Linked DNA regions of Mus musculus: regions 2, 3, 4 and 5 are each linked to region 1. A link is a contact called in public targeted proximity ligation data. All regions are on one chromosome and are shown on one strand. The core of a region is the stretch at or near the end of the contact, and the rest is flanking DNA. Distances in the headings are between cores, read along the strand shown.

Region 1 (2,788 bases), core at 132-2,631:
CACAGTTGCTACTCTCATTTCTGTGTAGGTCCCTAAGACCTTCATAAATGCCAGTCCAGGGAGTCTTTAAACCCAAAAGGTAGAGAGCCAGGTATTTCCTCTTCAGGCCTATGGAGATCTTTGCTAAGAGATAGGTGCCAGAACCAAGAAGAGCAGCCACATGGGGGCTTTGAATGATCTGGTGGCAGAGGCCTCCTTGGGTCACAAGACAAAGTTCAAAAGCTGGAGCAGTTCAGAGTCCAGAAAAGCCATGCAGGGGCAGATGAAAAGACACAGGAGCAGAGCCGGTGGAGTGAGGGACAGTCACAGCAGCTTTAGTTGTTGGTGTCCAACAAGGTCTCTGGGGAGGCTGGTTGACTCAGGGTCACACTGGGGAAGCTGGCGACAAAACTCCTCCACCTTCTTTTCACATGCTGGAAGACCAAAGTAGGAGAAACATCATAGCAGTGGCTTCAAGTGGTGTTCCACTCACAGCCACCAGGTGGGGGTAGAGCCATGAAAGAGAAGCTAAACTCCTGGGGGGAGGGGAGACCCTTCCCCCTGGGACGAAGGGCCAGGAGGGGTGGGGCAAATCTACTCTTCATCCTGTGTGAGAGGTACAGACGGTAATTTGCCAGAAGTTGCATTGGCCAATCTGCCTGCCTCCTGCTCTAGTCACCCTTGCAACATAGTATTACATTAATCATCTTAATACAGCTCTCAGAGCCTTGTGTGGTAATATATGCCTGCACTCCCAGCACTCAGAACACTGAGTAGGATCAAGAGTTCCAGGCCACTCTGGGCTACTTATCGAGACCCCATCTCAAAACAGAAACAGCTCTGACCATATTCCACCCAGACCCCATTTGCCCACCCTCCTCCAACCTTCAGTGAATCCCCAGTGCCCACAGGGGTGAGGGGAATCACAACTGCTTTTAGTCAAATGCATTCAATTCCTGGGTATTTTGCTTGGCTTTCCTCAGGTCAGCTGTGCTCTTAACCCTTTGCTGCCCGGAGTCCCCACCCTTCCCCATGAAAGTGATAATTCAGTTTGAAGCCACACCTGCTGGTACTGTCTCAGCCACCGCCGGCTGCCTCCTCCTCTCTGGCCTTGGATCAGCTGTTCTTTGTCTCCCAGGGTCCCTGGCAGCCGCTCCTGGACAGAGACCTCCAGCCCTTCCGTGCCATCGGGGACCTGCGACCTGGACTTCTCACGGCCCAGTCTGAGGCTCAGTGCTCTGTGGAGTCGGCCATCCAGAGACCTCCCCTGGGACTCATGGAGCCTCCCATAGGAGGGCCGGGGTTCTCTAAAGGACTGGCTACGCAGGCTGGTCCCCATGATCCTAGAAGCTAGCACTGGTCGGTAAGCCACTAGCTTTGTGAGATGGCCTGGTGCCTTCACTCATATGATGGGAGATCACCTGTAGACAAAGGTCAGTGCTGCTGAGGTGGCTGTCATAAACCAAAGGGCAGGCCACAGAGGCCAAATATCTCTGAGTCATTCTCTCCATTGACTTCTCACCCTGTGGGACTATACAGCGCAGGCTGGCTTCCAGCTCGGGATCCTTCTGAATGCTAGGCTGGTTCCTATTGTCTTCCCTCCTCCCTCCAGACAGCCTTCTCTGACCACACCACCCTGGAGACCTTGCCGGCCTCCTCTGGCCTTGGCCTTGGCTGGCCGTACCACTCATCTCATTGACATTAAGCAAAGATTACTTCTACAACAGGACAGAGAACAGAATAGCTTCATTCTACAACAGTCAAAACCGTAACTACCAGGGTGAAATCGGGTAAGGCAGGGGCTGGACAGTGGACGGTACTTGTTTTCATGGCTCCAGACCTTCAGTTTTACAAGGTGAAAAGTGCTCTGGAGGTCAGCGGCACACATCCAAAATCGTGACCTGCAGGGGCTGGGGGGACGGCTCACTCATAAAGTGCTTGCTGCACAGGATCTGGGTTGGGTTCCCTGGTACCCCTGTGGAAAGGTGGATATGCATCTGTCATCCCAGACCTGGGAGAGACAGGAAACTCTCTGGGACTTGCAGTCCCTGTCTGAGCTGCATTGGTGAACTCCTGACCCAGTGGGACACACTGTCTCAAAAACTAAGGGGAAGGAGTGGTCGAGTGGGTACAGGCACTTGCTGACAAGCCTGACAACCTGAGTTTGATCCTTGGGATTCACCTGGTGGAGAGAACTGGCTGCCACAGGCTTTCCTCTCTCCACCACACATGCGCTGTGGCTCTCAAGAACACACAATACACACACACACACACACACACACACACACACACACACACAAATAAATGTAATTTGAAAATGTAAAAAGGTGAGGCCAGGCAAGGTGGCTCATTCAGTGCTCATGCCAGGGGAATTTCTGTGAGTTTCGGCCAGCCTGGTCTACACAGCTAGTTCCTCTCTCAAAAACTAAGAGGAAAAAAATTAAAGGTAGAGAATGACAGAGGAAGACACTTAGTGTCAACTTCTAGATTACACACATGTGTGCGAGTGTACACACACACACATAATCCCTTCACACACCATACAGAGACACAAAGAAAAAAATGACCTATAGTAAATATTATCTCAGTGCCAGACTTTTGTCTTAGACAGGGTCTTATGTTGCCCAGATGGGCCTCGCTATGTGGCAGAGGATGATCTCGAATTCCTGATCTCTGCCCTCCTCCACCTCCTGAATTCTTGGATTACAAGTATGGGTCACCATGCCTTGTGTAGACAGTGCTGGGGATGGAACACTGATGCTTGTGCACGCTAGGCAAGCACTGTGCCAACTCTGCTACATCCTCAGCC
Region 2 (2,788 bases), core at 192-2,691, 870 kb after region 1:
CCAGGGCTACACAGAGAAACCCTGTCTCGAAAAAAAAAAAAAAAGAAAGACAGGGTTTGTTCCTTTGTTGTCAGGGCTGGCATTAAATCCCACGGGAATCCTCTTAGCTCAACTTCCCAAGTGTTAGGGTCATAAGCACAATCCACTATGCCTAGTTTCATTTTCGTGATATTTAAAACACACAAAAGGGCAGGGGACAGTGAGCCACACCTTTAATCCTAGCACTGAGAAGCCCTGTCTCAACAAAACACAAAAATGAAGGAGGCACCATGCCTCCCCAGGTACCCCCCAAACATGTGTGGGCCTCACTCCCAATCTGCGTGGTACCACCTGTTGCCAACCTTCGCTCCTACCCCTCCCTGGCATTTGCAGCCCCCCCACACCTTGTCAAAGCCCCTTTCCTCCAGCCTCTTGCTCAGGACGTCACCAATCCCGGCCAGGCTCCCCACTGGCTTTTCCCCCATGGGCTCTGCCACGAAGTCTCGGTGCTTTTGGGAGGTTGTCATCGTGATCAGGCTTAACCTGGGAATCCCCCCCGCCAAAAAAAAAAAAAAAAAAAAAAGAAAAGTAGGTTAGGGCTGAAGACCACAAGTCCCAAGGGCAATATCCTACCACAGCTACTGTGGCTGCTCCCTTGAGTCCCCCCAACCCATCCCCGGCTATTCGGAAATTTCCACTTTCCGTGGGTCCTGGTTTTGGGTATATTGGATATATCAGCTTGCACTAGCTGGTGGCGCACCTAAGGCAACAGAGCGACTCCCAGACTCAGTAGTCAAGGTCCGCCCTGAAGCCCTCACAGCCCGCGACCCTGGCTACACAGACACTGACCCCGTTGGGAACTAACACGTGGTAGGAACAGCACGCGGCTCTCGCCAGCCTCGCCGCCCTCACTCGGGCTGCCGGCCTCTTCCACGCCTCTCAGGTCCCGCAGGCCCCGCCCTGAGGCCCCGCCCCGCTCCGAGCGCCCCGCCCCCTCCACGCGCCGCCACCCGGACACACCGCGCATCGCCCCTCCCGCAGACTCGGGCTGCCCCGCTGCAAAGGCGCGCCTCCGCGATGGATTCCCCTCCCTCCCGCCTCTGCGCGCCGCCACCGCACGCCAGCCGGAGCACCACTCCGCTTCTCACGCTCACCGGAGGCTCCGGCTCTGGTAACGGCTCCTCGCGCCACTCGGCCGCTCCCGCCCAGACCTCAAGCTACGAGACGGTTCCTCGACTTCCGCTTCCGGGTCGTTTTATGCGCGACCTTCAAAACTAATCCCCAAACTGGGCAGGTCTAGCTACCCGGAGCCATAGAGTTGACGCGCAATCGCCAGCCGCGGCGCCCACGGGGGTCGCTGTTTTCCGGTTCCTCTCAAGAAGCCATCCGGCTTTCGATGGCTTTTGTTTCTCCAGCGGCCCTTCCGGTCTGTGGGATCGAGACCTCCGAGGAGAATGCGTTTTCCTGCCCCGCACTCGGAACTTAGGCTTGCCTCACTTGATGGAGGGAAGAGTTAAAGGGACGGACGAAGAGGGGGCGGGAAATCCGGAGGACCTCTGAGCGCCCCGGAATCGCAATTCCCGGCGCGGTTTCCTCAGGTCTGTCACCTCAGACCGGCAGACGGGAGGGAGGAACAACGGAGGATTGGGGCCGAGCGTCCAGACCGGCGTTACCGTCGGGGCCACCTGCAGGTCACAGTTGTTTGCTCTTTGGTCCCTCGCTGTCGAGGCGCGTCGTGGACGAGCTACTGTCGCCGTCAACCTGGAAAGCGGAGCGTGCTGGTGTGGCGCCGAGCGGGTGAGTTCCGTGGGCAGCTCTCGTGCTGGGCGCCGCGTCGGTCGCTCCGTGCCTGGGATGTGTCGGGAGGCCGTCGTTGTGTGGCTCTCCTGCCTTGGGTGTTGAAGCCTGTGGCGGAACGCAGCTCACCTTAGATTTCGCTCAGAGAGCTTGGCGGGATGACCGATCGGCCTGGGAGGGGGAGGCGTCGCCGTCCTAACAGGACTGAGACGTAGGACTCAGGGCTTGCCCTGTGCTGGGTAGTTTCCGTGATCTCGCCGATTTACTTAGTTTTTCTTTGTTATTGAGAGGGCCGGCCCCGTGCTCCGTGGGTTGGGATTAGTGTTGAGATCGAAGGCTTGAGCCACCCTGACGTCTCAGCTGACACTATAAAACCTGTGTTTCCTGGTTTGGTTTGTTTTTTTTTTAAAGATGTCCCCCATGGGTGGTGTTGTGAGTGCCCTCGGAAGCCAGAAGAGGGCGGTGGATGCCCTTGAATTGGAGTTAAAGGTGGTTGTGAACCATCTGATGTGGGTGCTGGCTCATAGGACATCTCCCTGGCCCTTGAAGGTCCTGCTTGTTTGTTTTTGGTTTACGGTCTCCCTATGTAGACTAGGTTGGCCCAGGACTCAACAAATTTCTGCCTACCTCTCCCTCCCAAGTGCTAAGAATAAAGATATACACCAGCACCTGGCTAAGTCTGTGATTTGTCTTTCAATGATTTCATTCATGTTTTATGTGTATTAGTGTTTTTACCTGCATGTGTGTCTCAAAAGAGGGCGTTGAATCCCCTGTGGCTGGAAACCATACCTGGTTCTCTGCCAGAGCAGCAAGTCCTGCTGTCCCCTAAAGTGCATGTTTTTAACAGGGCGAGGTGGCACTTTTTCGTATAAGGCTGCTTCTCTTGAAAGCAGTCCTGGCTTCTAAGGCTGGCATCCAAATAATTCTGGAAGAAGAACTGACAGTCTGTGCACCCTAACAACCCTGGACAGAAACCAGCATGTCTCAGGCCAGCAAGAGGAAGCATGTGGTG
Region 3 (2,788 bases), core at 81-2,580, 650 kb before region 1:
GTCCAAAGTCTCTTTTCATTTGCACTCCTTCCCCCGCCCCCCCCCCCCCACTCCCCAGACAGTCTCACTATGGAACTTGGGCTGTCCTGAAACTTACTGTGTAGACTAGGCTGGTCTTCAGCCCATAGAGATCTGGCCTCTGCCTCTGTGCCTCTCAAGTGCTGGGATTAAAAGCATGTGCCATTATGCACAGATTATTTGCACTCTTTTGTTCAGTAAGATCACTTTTGGGGGAGTAAGTCCAGATAAGTACCTACCTACTCTTTTTGAAGAGTTTTTGGCTTCCAGCAGACTGTGAAAACCCACAAAGAAGCCATTTTCTGCATGCTGGGGTATAGCTAGAAAGAAATCTCTCTTTCTAGCTATACCCCACAACACAGACCTGTAGTTTTATATTCTTTGTAGCCTCAATTACTTCCTGGAAGGACTGAATGATGAGACCAAAGAATGAGGCAATGTGTGGGCATACAGCATAGGGGCCTTGGCCCCCTTCCATGCCCTAGGGCAAAGGTACATTAGTCATGGTCACGCGACTGGACAGCCCGGAAGAGGGGGGGGGCAGATGACAGCATCCACAAAGCCAGGAATCGCGAACCAAGCACCTTTGGCCGGCAATTCTGGAGGCCGTTGAGGCCAGTCTGTTAGGAAGATGTCCTGAGAATCTAGCTGACATCCTCAGCACCACGGACAGGGAAACTGAGGCTGCAGGCACGTAGAGGGGGAGGCTTCTCTCTGAGCGGAGAGCGCAGCCAGCTGGCAAGTGGGTGTGTGGCCTTGACCCAATCTCTTTTTGATATTAGACCTGCAGATGGATAACGCCTCCGGCCAGGAGTTGTATTGGGCATGGAAGCATCTCGAACAGGGCCTCGGAAATGTTGTAAAAACACACCCACAGAGCTCCTTTGGGAGCTGCCTTGCCCTAAGGTCACGCGGAAAGAGCAGCCAGCCTCCAGACACCATTTTCCTGCAAAGTCCCCGGGGCCTTTCAAATCATCACTTTCAGACCTGGGGGCGTCTAAGGAAAGTTTCCCTTTCAACATCCACTCTAGGGTCTGCCAAAGCTGCAGAAGCCTCGCCTCTCCTGCCCTAAGAGGCTCGAGTCCGCAAAGGCGCCACCTTGTGAGTGCAGGCAATTGAGATAGCCTTTACAGGACCCTCGCGACCCCTAGACAAGGCCCCGCCCCCGGTGCGCCGACCCCTCCCTCATCGTGGACTCACCGCCTGAGCCTAGGAGGGGCTGTGCCGCAGCCAATGGGAAAGCGGCGTGGCGAGGGTGGCGGCGGTTGTGATGCGCCAAAGCGTCCAATCAGCGGCGAGCGCGGGGGCGGGCGGTGACGCTGGGCTCTCCGCGTGCAGCGCTGTAAAGGAGCGAGCGCCGCGGCCCCCTATAGCAGTCGCCTGCCGTCAGCCTCCCGCGCTCGTCTCTCGTTACTGCTGCCTGACGTCCATTGCTGCCTCTCCCCGCCGTCGCCGACGTCGCCTCCCCGCGCGCTCCCACAACCGCCGCCCGGCCGGTCAGTGAAGCCGGCGAGCCATTCCCCGCGCCGGCCCCCAGAGGCGGGCATCCAGCCGGACCCTGAGTGTGGCCCTCTCGTGCTGTGGCCGCCCGCGCCTTCTCGGCCGCTTGTCCAGCATGAAAACCAAGTTCTGCACCGGGGGCGAGGCCGAGCCGTCGCCTCTCGGGCTGCTGCTGAGCTGCGGTGGCAACGCTGCCCCGACGCCCGGCGTAGGGCAGCAGCGGGACGCCGCAGGCGAGCTGGAGTCCAAGCAGCTTGGTGGCCGAACCCAACCTCTCGCGCTGCCGCCGCCGCCGCCGCCGCCCCTGCCGCTGCCCCCGCCGCCATCACCGCCGCTAGCGGACGAACAACCCGAGCCCCGGACCAGGCGCAGGGCCTACCTGTGGTGTAAGGAATTCCTGCCCGGAGCCTGGCGAGGCCTTCGCGAGGACCAGTTCCACATCAGTGTCATCAGGTCAGTGGCTGCGGCACCGCGCGGTGGTGGTGGGGGCGGTGGGGGGTGAGGCTGGAGGGCGGGGCGGGGCGGCGGCTTGGGTAGAGGTGATCGCCGCGCCGGTGTCCGGAGCACAAACCCCGCAGCGCGGAAGGCCGCCTGCGGGCGAGCTTTGAGAAAATGTGTGCTGGGTTGCCGTCCCTTGCGGAAGAACAATACTATGTAGTTATACAAGCACATTCTGTACCAAAGCTCAAAATAGATGTGTCTAGGAAGCCGTTTCTCTGCGAGGGCCTTGAATGAAAAAAGGGATGTTGTTCCCAGCACTCGGGAAGCAGAAGCAGGCGGATTTCTGAGTTCGAGGCCAGCCTGGTCTACAAAGTGAGTTCCAAAACAGCCAGCTCTACAGAGAGAAACCCTGTCTCGAAAAACGAAAAAAAAAAAAAAAAAAAAAGGAAAGAAAAGAAAAGAAAGAAAAGAAAAAGGGATGTTGTGGCTGGGCTTTAGAAAAAGAGGGAGGAGCCGGGCGTGGTGGCGCAAGCCTTTAATCCCAGCACTCCGCAGGCAGAGGCAGGCGGATTTCTGAGTTCAAGGCCAGCCTGGTCTACAGAGTGAGTTCCAGGACAGCCAGGGCTACACAGAGAAACCCTGTCTCGAAAAAACAAACAAACAAAAAAAAAAAAAAAAAAAAAAAGAAAAGAAAAAGAAAAAGAGGGAGGAAAAATCCCCGGGGAACTTTTCCTTGTAGTACTTCTAGTCTGTAGTTTGATCACAACCCCCTCCCGCTCCAGAAATTCACCTTTGGCACTCAGTGAGCAGAAGCAGGCGGATCTCTTTA
Region 4 (2,788 bases), core at 168-2,667, 590 kb before region 1:
CCTGGGTCTGCCCAGCAGACCACTTCCTCCCTAGGTCTGGTTTACTTAAGGGGAAACCACAGTCCTGTCCCCAGCTTGGGAAAGGAAAGAATTCAGATGGTAGTCAAGGGCTTCAGAAGAGCCAGGCCCTGCACAGGCAGGGGTGAGCAGGGAGGGCTGGGTGCACAGAGCCAGGGACTAAGTCTCTAGGGTCCTCCCCAAATTGTAAGCAGCTATGTGACACTGGGTAAGTCACTTGCCCTCTCTGGGCCTGTTTCCTCTTTGATTGAATTGGCCACCCCTGGCAGGAAAGATGTGAGTGAGGAGATAAACGAAAAATCAGACTCCCCACATCTTACTTCTTTCTATAAACACCCCTTCCCCCCAATTCCTAGTGGACAACCCAGCCTTACGATTTTTTTGTTTGTCCGTTTTTCAAGAAAGGATTTCTCTGTGTAGCCTTGACTGTCCTGGAACTGGCTCTGGGGATCAGACTGGCCTTGAACTCAGAGATCAGCCCACCTCTGCCTCCTGAGTGCTGGGATTAAAGGCTTGTGCTACCACCACTCCTCCTATCCTGGCCTTAATTTATAAATGGGCCAACCCAGGTGGAGTAAGGTGAAGTCTAAGGTCACATGGCCAACTAGAACCACACCACAGAGGGGTCTGTCCCAGACAGAGGGACGCTGCTCTGACTTGGCACATCCTGCCTAGTCCCAGCGCCATAACCACCAGCACTCGGGTGCTCCAGCCAAGGGATGCTAGACATGTACATGCAAGACAAACGGAAGTTCCCCCATGCTCCCTGCAGACAGTCCACATTACATACCTTGATTTTGTTACTAGGTCCTGTCCTGTAATCTGCGAGCTAGACCCACACACACCACTCGCGATCTGGCCTTCCCCTGAGGCCCCGGTGTTCTGCCTTACTCCTGCACCCCCTTTCCTAGTCTTCCTTCAACCCCTGCCTTTTCTCCCAGACCCTGCTCTTCGGAGGATGAGGAGAGGGGCTGGAGTCTGCCTTGAGCCCGGCCACTTCCTAGTAGGATGGCTTCCGTTTCCTCATCTGTAGAATGGGTCCCTCGTTCAGAGCCAGACGCAGCAGGGGCCTCCATGAGCTCAGGCTCTGAAGTTTCCCGGAGCTAGCAACCTATCCTCTGCTTCTCCTTGCGGCCTGCCTGCATCCCAGACTGCCTGACACGGTCGCGTGGCCTCTGAGTTGCCTCCACCCGGAGTCGGGCAGGGCGCCTGGACCCTTGTCCAGGCGGAGGAAGAAGCAGTTGGTAGGCAGGGCTGGGGTTCCTCAGTTTAGCAGGACACTCACCCAGGTGGACTCTTCGCTCAACTTCGGCTTAGGATCTGAGCCCGCCCTCCGGCCAGTGCAGCTCACTCCAGCTTCGAAATACCGGAGTGGGTGTGGCCTGTGACGGCCTGCCCACTGCCCGCCCTGTCCCGCCCCCCACTGAGTTCGGGCGCGGGGTGGGGGTGGGGGTGAGGGCGGTGTCTGGACGCCCCGGAATCGTTTAATCCCGGGAATCGGGAGATAACCGACAAAAAAATCCCGATAATCGGGAGATGACAGGTAGGACCTTAAGGATAGGCCACCTTCACCTTCCTAGTACGTACAATCTGCTTCAAGCTACTTCGCTATTGTGCAAGATCGGCTGCTACCCAACCTCACCCAGCTCAGACTATGCTGGGTAAGGGTGGGCCCACGCTATGGGCCCCTCTCCACTGGCAGCAGGGTGTTGGTTGGGCCAGTCTCTGCGGAGGAACTTGACCCAGGAGCCTGGAGACTCCAGAAGTGCCTCAACCTCCTTCCTAGCCCTTGAGGTATGGAAACTGGGATTCAGGACCATTCAGCTGCCTGTACTTTGGACAGGCTGGACTGTACCCAATGGGGACCAGAGGGACAAGGGGCCCCTCAGCTGTGCTGACCCTTGAGCCCCATTCAATAAACAAGGGCTCTAATGTGTGGGGGGAGTATAGAATGGAAGCCTAAGGCAACCTGAAAACTGAGTCGAAGTGGGTAGGTATCCCCAGAAAACAGGTATGACATGGGTCTGAGGTGACTTGGTGAGGACCCTCACACAAGTGTACCAGGGGGCACAAGCCAGTGCTCTTCACTGTGGGGGAACAGACAACAGACGGGCCATAAAGCTGTAGTTGTGAATACAGTAGAAGTGTACATAAGAATAGGAGAACCAAGCTAGCAGCAGTCCCGTCCCCCCCCCCACACACACAATGTGTGTGTGCCCACACAGGGTCGGGGTAGAGGTGAGGGCGGTGTCTGAAACGGTAACAAGTATAACACCCACACTTGGGAGGAGTCAGAGAACTTAGTGGGCAAAGGGGATGTAGTAGCCAGAGGCAAGGCCAGCTCAGAGGCAGCAGGACCTATGTCATTCCCTTGTGACTGTCACCCCCTAGCAAGCTTCCTGTTCCCCAAAGGACACCCTGACCTTAGGGATGTTGGGTGCAAGTGTGCGGCTACACTCCCCGTGCAGGCACCCATGGAGGCCTGAGGTGAGCAGCAGGAATTTTCCTCAGTTGGCCACCTGTTGCACTCAGTTTTTGAGCCAGTCTCTCTCACTGAACCTGAAACTTGCCATTTTGATTAAGTTTGGCTAGCCAGGGACTCTGGGATCCACTTGACTCCATCCTCCAGCAGAGGGTCACAGACATGTGGCCACACTAAGCTTTTCTGTGCAATCTCAGGATAAGAATAACTCATTTACTCAGCCTCCTTCCTACTCAGCCTCCTCCTGAGGCTCTTGATGGACTCAAGCAGAGCCTGGAAAGGATCCAA
Region 5 (2,788 bases), core at 97-2,596, 570 kb after region 1:
GGACAGCCAGGGCTACACAGAGAAACCCTGTCTCAGAAAACCAAAACAAACAAACAAACAAACAAAAAACCCCAAGGGTATAAAAGGATTACCTGGTGTTGGGTGACTGTAGTACCTGCTACTTAGAATCCAGGAGTTTGGAATAGCCTTGGCAACAGAGCAAACTCCATCTCTTAAAAATAAATAAATAAATAAATAAAGGTAAAAAGAGAATGCAGGGGTTAATCCTTCACACAGAATCCCAGGGCCACCCTGGGTGCCTGGCCCAGTGTGCAAACCTCCAGAGGCCTCCAGGAAGGGCTGGAAGAGGACCCTGGGAGTAAGGAGGACAATGTGATGCCTGTGTCACACTTACTATCCTGTTGTGTCCCCATGCCCATACATGGTCTTGCACAGGTCCCCTCATAGCAGCCGTGCTCACCCTGAGCAGAGCTCAGTCTCCACAGAGCCCAGAGTCATGCACCCTGCCTTCCTGCAGCAGAAGCCTGGAGAGGCATTTCCTGTTAGGGGGCAGCCTCCTCCCGCTCTAAGCCCAGGTTCCCAGGGCCCCTGACTGAGCCAGGGTAAGGAGAGAGCAGGCCTTGGCCTCCTCCCCCCTCCCTAACCCCTAATGCTGGTCCTGCTGGAGCCAAAAAAACTTGGGAGTGAGGTAGGCTGAGCGAAGGGCTCATCAAATACGTGTCTGGTTGAGGTGGTTCTCAAGGAGGTTATCAAGTTGATTCTCACGCAGGGCCCAGGCAGGAATGGGTGGGGCCTCATCGTTGAGACCGTTTAGCAGGCCACATCATCCTAGCTTATCCACCTAAGGGCATACACAGCATGTCAGGAGAGCTGCGTGTGTGAGGCTGGGGTTTGGCGGCCTTAGATAGGGTGTCAGAGAAGATGCTCTTGCCAGGCTTGGAAGGAGTCGTTCACATATGTGTGATGAGAAAGGGCTGGCCCGATCAAGTCGTTGAGCTCAGAATGCAGCCAGTATACTGATACTGGTGAATCCAGATCCCGGCTTTCGGGAGTCTCTCTGGAAGACAGCTTCACCCCAGCTGCCTTAGCTGCAAACAACGCTGAAGTTTCAGAGGGTTGACTGGGGATGCTTCTCAGACAGACAGGTTCCCTTTTCCCTGACTCTCAGCTCTGTAACGCCTGAGGTAGCCCGTTAGTTGTACCTCCCCCCTCCTCTGCCCTTCGCCTCTCACCCCAGAACCCCCCCCACCCCACTGCTTCCTGCTCCAGCAGCCCCCGGGGAGCTAGCAGGGGAGCTGGCAGCGGCCCCAGCCCACTCCTTACAAGGCGTGAGTCCGCCGGGCCCGCCCCCGGCCCTCCCGCCAGAGGCCTTGATCCCTCCCCCTGTCAAGAGCAGCGGCAGGCCCGAGCCGGGCCAGTCGGGGGGCGTCGCGATGCTGCTGCGCCTGCTGCTGGCCTGGGTGGCCGCGGTGCCCGCACTGGGCCAGGTCCCCTGGACGCCGGAGCCTCGAGCCGCGTGCGGCCCCAGCAGCTGCTACGCGCTCTTTCCCCGGCGCCGCACATTCCTGGAAGCTTGGCGGGCGTGCCGCGAATTGGGGGGCAACCTGGCCACACCGCGGACCCCAGAGGAGGCCCAGCGTGTGGACAGCCTGGTGGGGGTCGGGCCGGCCAACGGGCTGCTATGGATTGGGTTGCAGCGGCAGGCTAGGCAATGCCAGCCGCAGCGCCCACTGCGGGGCTTCATATGGACCACGGGAGACCAGGACACCGCCTTCACCAACTGGGCCCAGCCGGCTACGGAAGGACCCTGCCCAGCCCAGCGCTGTGCAGCCCTTGAGGCCAGCGGAGAGCATCGCTGGCTCGAAGGCTCGTGCACACTGGCTGTCGATGGCTACCTCTGCCAGTTTGGTTTTGAGGGTGCCTGCCCTGCCTTGCCGCTTGAGGTGGGTCAGGCCGGTCCCGCTGTCTACACCACACCCTTCAACCTGGTTTCCAGCGAGTTCGAATGGCTGCCCTTTGGCTCCGTGGCAGCTGTGCAGTGCCAAGCTGGCAGGGGAGCTTCTCTGCTGTGCGTGAAACAGCCTTCAGGTGGCGTGGGCTGGTCCCAGACTGGCCCGCTGTGCCCAGGGACTGGCTGTGGTCCTGACAATGGGGGTTGCGAACATGAGTGTGTGGAAGAGGTGGACGGTGCTGTGTCCTGCCGCTGCAGTGAAGGCTTCCGTCTAGCAGCAGATGGGCACAGTTGTGAAGACCCCTGTGCCCAGGCCCCCTGTGAGCAGCAGTGTGAACCTGGAGGGCCACAAGGCTATAGCTGCCACTGTCGCCTTGGCTTCCGGCCAGCTGAGGATGATCCACACCGCTGCGTGGACACGGATGAGTGCCAGATTGCTGGTGTGTGCCAGCAGATGTGTGTCAACTATGTTGGTGGCTTTGAGTGTTACTGCAGCGAGGGTCACGAGCTTGAGGCAGATGGTATCAGCTGTAGCCCTGCAGGAGCCATGGGTGCCCAGGCTTCCCAGGATCTCAGAGATGAGTTGCTGGATGATGGAGAAGAAGGGGAGGATGAAGAGGAGCCCTGGGAGGACTTTGATGGCACCTGGACAGAGGAACAGGGGATCCTATGGCTGGCACCTACACATCCACCTGACTTTGGCCTGCCCTATAGGCCCAACTTCCCACAGGATGGAGAGCCTCAGAGATTGCACCTGGAGCCTACCTGGCCACCCCCACTTAGTGCCCCCAGGGGCCCCTACCACTCCTCAGTGGTGTCTGCCACACGGCCCATGGTGATCTCTGCCACTCGACCCACACTACCTTCTGCCCACAA

The links.
Region 2: a targeted proximity ligation map of pancreatic cancer cells shows a contact between it and region 1. A contact is called at or near these places in 2 of 130 datasets of targeted methods (bone marrow-derived macrophages and pancreatic cancer cells).
Region 3: a contact with region 1 is called in a targeted proximity ligation map of pancreatic cancer cells. A contact is called at or near these places in 1 of 39 promoter capture datasets (pre-B cells) and 1 of 130 datasets of targeted methods (pancreatic cancer cells).
Region 4: a contact with region 1 is called in a targeted proximity ligation map of pancreatic cancer cells. A contact is called at or near these places in 1 of 484 Hi-C or Micro-C datasets (CD4 T cells) and 2 of 130 datasets of targeted methods (memory CD8 T cells and pancreatic cancer cells).
Region 5: a targeted proximity ligation map of the 230-238 cell line shows a contact between it and region 1, with 2.9 times the contacts expected there. A contact is called at or near these places in 3 of 39 promoter capture datasets (cranial neural crest, pre-B cells and stem cell-derived epiblast-like cells), 4 of 130 datasets of targeted methods (the 230-238 cell line, craniofacial prominence, embryonic stem cells and 1 more) and 1 of 9 other capture datasets (liver).

What each region holds. Positions count from the first base shown.
Region 1 is chr19:4,497,202-4,499,989 of GRCm38.p6, forward strand. It overlaps 2010003K11Rik (RIKEN cDNA 2010003K11 gene), which reads right to left and starts at 1,382. Exons shown (of 2, transcript NM_027237.2): 1 at 1,043-1,382; 2 at 1-413. The coding sequence starts at 1,318. The coding sequence ends at 315.
Region 2 is chr19:5,365,435-5,368,222 of GRCm38.p6, forward strand. It overlaps Banf1 (BAF nuclear assembly factor 1), which reads right to left and starts at 1,442. Exons shown (of 3, transcript NM_011793.3): 1 at 1,134-1,442; 2 at 384-522. The coding sequence starts at 506. Eif1ad (eukaryotic translation initiation factor 1A domain containing) reads left to right here and starts at 1,379. Exons shown (of 6, transcript NM_027236.2): 1 at 1,379-1,776; 2 at 2,624-2,788. The coding sequence starts at 2,756.
Region 3 is chr19:3,850,443-3,853,230 of GRCm38.p6, forward strand. Chka (choline kinase alpha) reads left to right here and starts at 1,331. Exons shown (of 12, transcript NM_001271496.1): 1 at 1,331-1,971. The coding sequence starts at 1,634. Gm51271 (predicted gene, 51271) reads right to left here and starts at 374; the gene lies at 325-374.
Region 4 is chr19:3,905,716-3,908,503 of GRCm38.p6, forward strand. Tcirg1 (T cell, immune regulator 1, ATPase, H+ transporting, lysosomal V0 protein A3) reads right to left here and starts at 1,418. Exons shown (of 20, transcript NM_001136091.2): 1 at 1,304-1,418.
Region 5 is chr19:5,066,732-5,069,519 of GRCm38.p6, forward strand. Cd248 (CD248 antigen, endosialin) reads left to right here and starts at 1,347. Exons shown (of 1, transcript NM_054042.2): 1 at 1,347-2,788. The coding sequence starts at 1,395.